Regions from separate parts of the Zea mays genome. Here region 1 is linked to region 2. A link is a contact called in public Hi-C data. All regions are on one chromosome and are shown on one strand. The core of a region is the stretch at or near the end of the contact, and the rest is flanking DNA. Distances in the headings are between cores, read along the strand shown. Region 1 holds the start of LOC100274591. Region 2 holds the start of HMT-3 (Homocysteine S-methyltransferase 3).

Region 1 (3,450 bases), core at 488-2,987, 650 kb before region 2:
TTGTGTCTCATTGGACCGTCGCCAATGGTCCAACGCTCAATTGTTGGATGGTATGATGATTGAATTCTGCCAGAGTTACTATAACAAGTAGTTGCCTAGTTAGGTTGTATAAATACACCCCAACTCGTTTATTCTAGCTCTCTTGTTTATTTTAACGGCTGAAGAAACCCTTTGGAGTGTGAGGAAGAGCTTTTGCTTAGTGATAGTCTTGACAATCGATAATAACTTGATTAACAGCCTCATTATCACATTGAGAAAAGCTTGTGTGTATCCATTATACTTATTAGCCTTGGATAGGTCAAGTGCCAATTCTTGATTGTTACTCTTCATATGACAGTGGTTTTGAAGAAGTCAAGGTGGTTGCGCTTGCTATTCCCTTCCTCCTCCATCACCGTGATCATCCTCCAGAAAAGGATCAGATATGTCAGAGAGAGAGAGAGAGAGGATGAATCGAGCTTCTCTACATTTTCTTGCATAAAGTATACCCCATTGGCTTTGACCCCCTTTCTTAATATGTATAAAAATAGACACGGGGTTGACACATGAACCAACATTCATTGCACCATCTTTTACCGCACACTCTCACGAGATTCGATCTAATCTCTACATGGTTATTGAAGGGAATGTCGTCACCATCACATTCATTGCACCCAAATCATCGAACTCCGACTCCATGGCATCTTCTCCCAACACTAAAGGTTTAGCTCCATGTTCTATCGTTTCTAGTTGCTAGGGTTACTAGCTAAGTTGCTAGAGCTCTAACACATGAATGTCTAGGTGTGCACATAAGATGATATCGTCAGCAAAGGTGTTGCATTGGTGCTTGATCGCGGTGGGTTTGGCCTCACGAGTAATGATAGCCTGCTTTGATGTGGAGAACGGCTAGCTGAACACTAGCATGACGACGACAATAAATTGCATGGGCGAAAGGGAATCACTCTTCTGCACACCACACATGTGTTGTATCCTGTGTCTCGGTTGTTTGTTGAGGAGGATGCGCGAGAGGGTGAAGATCTAGTGGCGCCATCACACCGTCGCCTAAGCCCGAAGGGTCGGAGCACGTCTAGAAACGACATGTCAAATGCCTTTGAGATGTCTAACATTGAACCAACTCAGACATCTTTCATTTGGTTGAATATTATTTCCTCGGTCTAGAAGCGATAAGTATATTAGACTTAAAAGGAGTTGAAATTAATAAAGTTTAACCAGTAGTTAGTCAAATCATTTGGAAGATTAGAGCATAAAATTTACCTAAATAGATTTATGTTCAAAAGTAGCTCTAAGATTATATTGATTCTTTAGCGATTAACTATATATATAATAAAAGAAGTTATGGATCGAAATCCATTTAAACCTATCTAATCTCTCATCTAATACACATGAATTGAGAGTAAAGCGAACAATCTCATATATGATATTTTTTATGGTAAAATACAACTACTATCATTTTCTGATTAAGGAGAAACACACTGCCATGCGCTGGACGTACTTGACGTCGTCGTGGTCTCGTGGATGGCGCGCTGGACAAAAAAAAATTACACGCCCATTCACGCAATCTGGCAATCACCATCCGAGTCCTAAGAGGCCAAGACCGTCGCACTGACAACACAGCACAGTCAAGCCCCGGCCCCGGCCCCGGAGCGGAGCAAAAGAGCAAGCAACCACGCCCCGAGGGCCGAGACACGCCTCGCCGTCATCCCACGCGCGCGGCTCCTAGGAGGAGTAGGCTCGTGTAGCCCCTATACGCGCTCTCGTCTCTCGTGTCTCCTCCCCCTCTGGCACACCTCGTGGTCGGTCGTCGTCCCGCCTCCACCACCCCAACTCGTGGTCTTCGTTTCAGGCCAAGAAGAAGAAGTGGGGAGAGGAGATCCGGAGGCAAGGCAACCCACGTCGCTTCCACTCCTTTCCACCCTTCCTTGTCGCCTTGCTAGTTGCTGCTCCCGTCGTGCCACGTGCTGCTTCCGCTAACTGCGGGTAGGGGCTAGGGAGGGAGCTGAGCAATGGCTTCCGCCACCGCCGCGCCGCGACCTCCGGCACCGCCGCCGCCTCCGCCTCCCCCTCCTGCGGCGGCGGCGCAGTGGCTAGGCCCGCGGGTGTCGTTCAGCCTGGACGATGCGGGCGGAGGAGGAGTAGGGGGAAGGGATGCTGCGGCAGCGGCAGGAGGGAAGGCCGGGCCAGGCGCCGGCGCCGGCGCCGACTTCGAGTTTCTGCTCGGCGGGTGCGCCGCCGCCTGCTCCATGCTCCCCGCCGACGAGCTCTTCTCCGGGGGCAAGCTGGTCCCACTCCGCATCCCCGCGTCCACGGACGAGACGGCGGCCGGGGCGGAGGCCGAGGTAGCCGCGCAGTCGACGCTGCCGCCGCCGCCGCCGAAGCAGGAGCAGCAGCAGCAGCCGGAGACGCCGCGGGCGGCGGCGGAGCCCAAGGTCCCCGCGAGGAGGTGGCGTGATCTGCTGCGTCTGCGGAAGCAGCAGGCGTCGCCGGGCGCCGCGGCGGACCCGAGGCCGCTGCGCCGGCTCCTCCGCCGCGGCCCCAAGCCCCCGGAGCCGGAGCCGTCGCTGAGCCTGCCGTTGCTCCGCGAGCCCGGCCCGGAGGAGCCCAACGTCACCACCAAGGCTACCGAAAAGACGGCGTCGTCGCAGCACCAGAGCCTGCTGCCTCCCAAGATCCGGCTGTCCGCGCCGCAGCAGCAGACGTCGGCGCCCCCACCCGCGCCCCCGCCTCCCCCTCCGTCGGCGGTGGCGGCCGACAGCCCGCGCCTGAACGCGGCGGGAAAGGTGGTGTTCAACGGGCTCGGGCGCAGCTCCAGCAGCCCGAGCAGCCTGGCCGGCGGGCGGCGCCACCGCAGCGGCAGCGCGGGCGCCATGGAGCGGTCGTACTCGGCGCACGTGCGCGTGGCGCCCGTGCTCAACGTGCCCGTCTGCTCGCTCCGCGGCTCCCGCAAGTCCGCCGCCGCCTTGGGCATCGACCGCCTCTTCGCCCCGTCGTCGTCGGGCGCTGCCTCCTCCTCCGCCGGCGCGGCCAAGAAGAACAGGGCCGCAAAGAAGGACGTGGGCCCCGGCGCCCAGTGACCCGTCCGTCGGTCGCCGCGCCACGAGTTGGTTTCCTTGGGCAATGCTCGCGGTTAAGGCAGTTGGTTTACACCACCGCTAGCTAGTAGTACGTAGTAGTAGCAGCTAGCCGACGGTTAATCGTCGTCTGGCCGGTTGATTTGGCATGTAAATAAAGCAGCAGTGTTTTGGATAACTAGCACACGGGTTTTACATGCAGATTTTAGAAGAATTAATTGAAAATATCATGAAACTAATCATACAAACAGTAGCTAATTGACGTGACAACTCTTCGTATTAAGCCCAGTTCGTCTATAATAATAATAATAGTAATAATTTAGCCCATGCTTTGAACTTGTGCAGGCGAGTACGGTTTTGACGGTCTCGGCGTTCTGACTGTCGT
Region 2 (3,731 bases), core at 674-3,173:
CTGAGCTTCCAATTTGTTGGGGATCGTTTCAAAAGCAATCAAATCCGGGCCTGCTTCAGCAAGAACCTGAAGCCTCCGCCGATGAAAGTCCTTCAGGAACTCTTTCGTACCAGCTTCACCATAATCCCCACTATTTACAGCGAAACGGAAGTGAATATCTGGCATGAGTACGTGAAGACATGATCTGTGTCGTTAAGTAGTTGTAAATACCTGTACTCAGAGCCATCAGCAAGATAAGCCCCATAACTCCCTAGAGCTGCTGCAACCAGAATAGGATGCTGTATAGGAGTGGATTTCTCCAAATGTTCCTTCAAGAACATCTCACGGGCTTCCAGTGCAATCTGAACACTCTTTGTTAACAAGTTTTCACTTTGTTCTTTTGAAAAGCCCTTTGATTCAAACCCTTGGATAGTGGCCTGCGGTCCCAAGACGACTGTCAGTATCACTGACAAATGAACATCACATGAAGCTGAAAAGTTGGGTGTTTACAGCACCGAACCTGATACGATGCTGTGATTATAATGTTCGCCCCAGCTTCTAGGTAGTCCATATGGACCTGGTTCACCAAATACATAAAGGGTTATTAATGTGTCATGGTAGTCTGAAAATGACTGTTTGCCCAATGAAACAAGAATGGTTTATTTAAATGAAAATACAAAAGTACATAATTCGTTGGTTAGGTAAAGAACAAATAAGGGATTTGAACAGACATCACGACTGCGAAATTGCTATTCAGTTCTGTTAAGATAATAGCATCCGGGTTATTCACTGTTAATTAGAGTAGAAGTTCACATATACTAGCCCAGAACTACCTTCGGAAATAAATCACATAAACACCTTTCCCCGGACGTACATGTCTAGCCTCCACAATGAATTGGGTGGGTCAAACATGAGTTCTGATTTATGAAGTCGACAGTGAAGGACTCAGCTGGGGACAAGTCTGGATAAGAACAAGAATGTTCTGATCCAGGGCAAGCTCAAAATCATCAGACAGAATAAAGTTATATTCCTGAACCAGTCACCAAATTCAGTCGCTAGCATAAGCTTCGTCCCTTGACGCACGAGCCAATTCGACAGCAAGCATGGGCTCTATTCATTCCAATCTCCGCAACATACCCATACGCATAGGAGGACATGCCACTGTCCTGTGCACGATGCGGTAGTAGCTGTGGGGACGTTCTCAAATACATTCTTTTGCTGCGACGCTATTTCCTTCCAAGACCCTCGGACCATGAAAACAAAAAGAAAGCATCCCCACTACATTACCTTGCAATAAATTAGTAGACCGTATTAACAAGTAGTGACCCGTCGATCCCACCCACGCCAGGCCAAAATCTCGGCTCGTCACTAGTTAAGTGTTCCGAATATAGAAGGAACAAAAAGAGGGGGCAAATAAAAAAAAGGCAGGCAGCACGGCCGCATCGCCGCGTGCTTGGGTCCTCCCTGGCTCGAAGTCGAAGAACAGAGGGCGGAGATCCAATCAAACAGATCGCCAGAAAGCACCCAACAACTTTCCATTAGGGGATAGCACGGGACGGCGGCCGAATGGGGCGGCCTCGTACGAAGAGTGAGGGTAGCCTTAAGGAGGGTCGCGGGCGGGCGGGCGGGCTTGCCTTGCGGATGAGGTGCGGGGAGGAGAGGAGGCACTTGGCGCTCCAGAGCGGGTCGTTGAGGTCGGCGCCGTTGGCCTCGAGCTCCGTGGCCAGCCCGCCGTCCAGGACCAGGCGCCCGCCGGCGGCGTCCACCCACCGCCGCACCGCCCTCTCCGCGCCGCCTTCCGCCGTCCCCACCATCTCCTGCTGCCACCGACGTGCACTCGTGCTAGGATAGGGTTCAGTTTGGAGGAGCGCTGCCCGCTTGGAGAGGAGACCAGACCAGGGTGAGGGTGGCTGCCTGGCTGGCGAGTCTACTCTATTTTTTTTTTTGTTTTAGCTTTTTTCTGTTCATAATCGTTCATTCTAAACAGCTTAATAATGTTAACAGCGAACTATTAGGTAGAGATTCTAAACAGGGTACTGTTTATTTCATTTTAAGATTATATAATCTAGCTTATAGATATCATAATTTAGATATATATATATATTATATATAATTCCATCTAATAAGTAATAATAATATATATTGTTTATTTGTCTCTTAACTTATTTAAACTTGAGGGTAAACAAATATGGTCTAAATCTGAAGCTAATAGAAATGACTAATATATACAAGACTGCGAGATTATTCGAGTCTATATCTATATGTACAGTATGTATGAGTGAGTCAAAAATAACGTGCTTTACGGATGGCCGCTCTCCTGAAAATGCCCACATTTTTCATGCCACCATGGTCTTTCGTGTTCAGTTCCGCCAATATATCATATTATTACCGCTAAAGAAATTTCGGTTCTCAACTCGGTCACGGTCACAGCGACGATATTTCAAATTAAATTATATTCTTATGGGAACGTATTACTACTACTAGTATGAATTTTAAAGATGTCACCCTCGGTCAGCCTGTACCAAACCTTGCGTGACCGCGACTCTCCCCGTGAGCGCGTCGTCAGCAGATAACAAACGACAGCCAAGGCGGCAACCAGAGCATGCATGATACGTGCGCGGCAGCGGCGGTGCGTGCGTGCGGGTTCAGTGCACCTACCCACAAAATTGGCAGCGGTAATGCACCTACCCGCATTCGTAGGTGAAATTTCTGCCGTCGCCAACCTGTAGCGCTGTCCGCCTGTCCCTTCCCTTGTGTCATCTCAAATTACAGATCTCTCTCGCTGCCAACTACTCAGATTTTTTACCCTCCTCTCGGTGCTGTTACTGTCATCTAGACACATCTTATTCCTGCTGTCGATATAGATAATATGTTCCTTTCAATGCCACTAGAAATAGACCGCGCCCTATTAGGCGCTATACCAGCCAATTATAAATAGACTACTAATATCAAGCAGTATTAGTGGTCTTTAACATGTTCAGGTCTTGCACAGCAAGGCAACAGGTTTAAATCCCCACAGAAATCATACTATTATGCTCTTGAGAGTTTCTACTTCCCACAATTAGGGCTACCAGACACTCATCTAAAAATTGCTATTTAATTCATAGGATAATGAATTTTCTAGTTACCTCGCCTAATAATACTCACAAGTCATTGGTTATGCATATCAAAAACAATATTTAATGGTCTGTTGATGAATCCTATCTTTTAAATTTTCTCGGATGTTGGAAGATATTGATATACTTTGGACTACAGGTGGCAACAACTATTTCCGAAGCTACACACTTTTTCCATACTTGATCCGCCCAGCCATTAGAGCCATCTCGTTTCCATTCACCAAACATAGTTGGATCACCAACAACATTGACAGTTATCCATATACCATGAACAAGTACAGGGGTCGTGCCAACCATTTCACTAACATATATGAATATAGTCGTTTCACCTCATTTTTACTCAGCAACATAGTAGTCACTTTGGGTTTGGATACACTGTCACCAGTTCAATTTTACTCAGCAACATAGTCTGCCCTGTTTCTAATCCCTCAGGTTAGTTGGGATGTGCTGTTGGTGTTGTAATGTTTGTTGACTTGGAGACAAGCTCAGGTGACATTTAAAGATGCAAACAGCAAGAAGCTGTCAAGAGTGAGATCTTTTGTTTCCGGTGACTGCTTTGTTATGGGGCCATGGATTGGGCGAGTGCTAAGAGCATTTGATCTTGTCACACATGTATTCAGTGATGGAGTAAAGTGT

What was found. A called contact is a pair of places that touch in the nucleus more often than the background predicts.
Region 1: a Hi-C map of ear shows a contact between it and region 2, with 3 times the contacts expected there. The contact joins the promoter of LOC100274591 here to the promoter of HMT-3 in region 2. A contact is called at or near these places in 2 of 25 Hi-C or Micro-C datasets (ear and tassel).

Annotation. Positions count from the first base shown.
Region 1 is chr3:123,028,381-123,031,830 of Zm-B73-REFERENCE-NAM-5.0, reverse strand. LOC100274591 reads left to right here and starts at 1,737. Exons shown (of 1, transcript NM_001148944.2): 1 at 1,737-3,303. The coding sequence starts at 2,001. The coding sequence ends at 3,068.
Region 2 is chr3:122,379,807-122,383,537 of Zm-B73-REFERENCE-NAM-5.0, reverse strand. HMT-3 (Homocysteine S-methyltransferase 3) reads right to left here and starts at 1,923. Exons shown (of 7, transcript NM_001111543.2): 1 at 1,614-1,923; 2 at 500-556; 3 at 211-416; 4 at 1-130. The coding sequence starts at 1,793.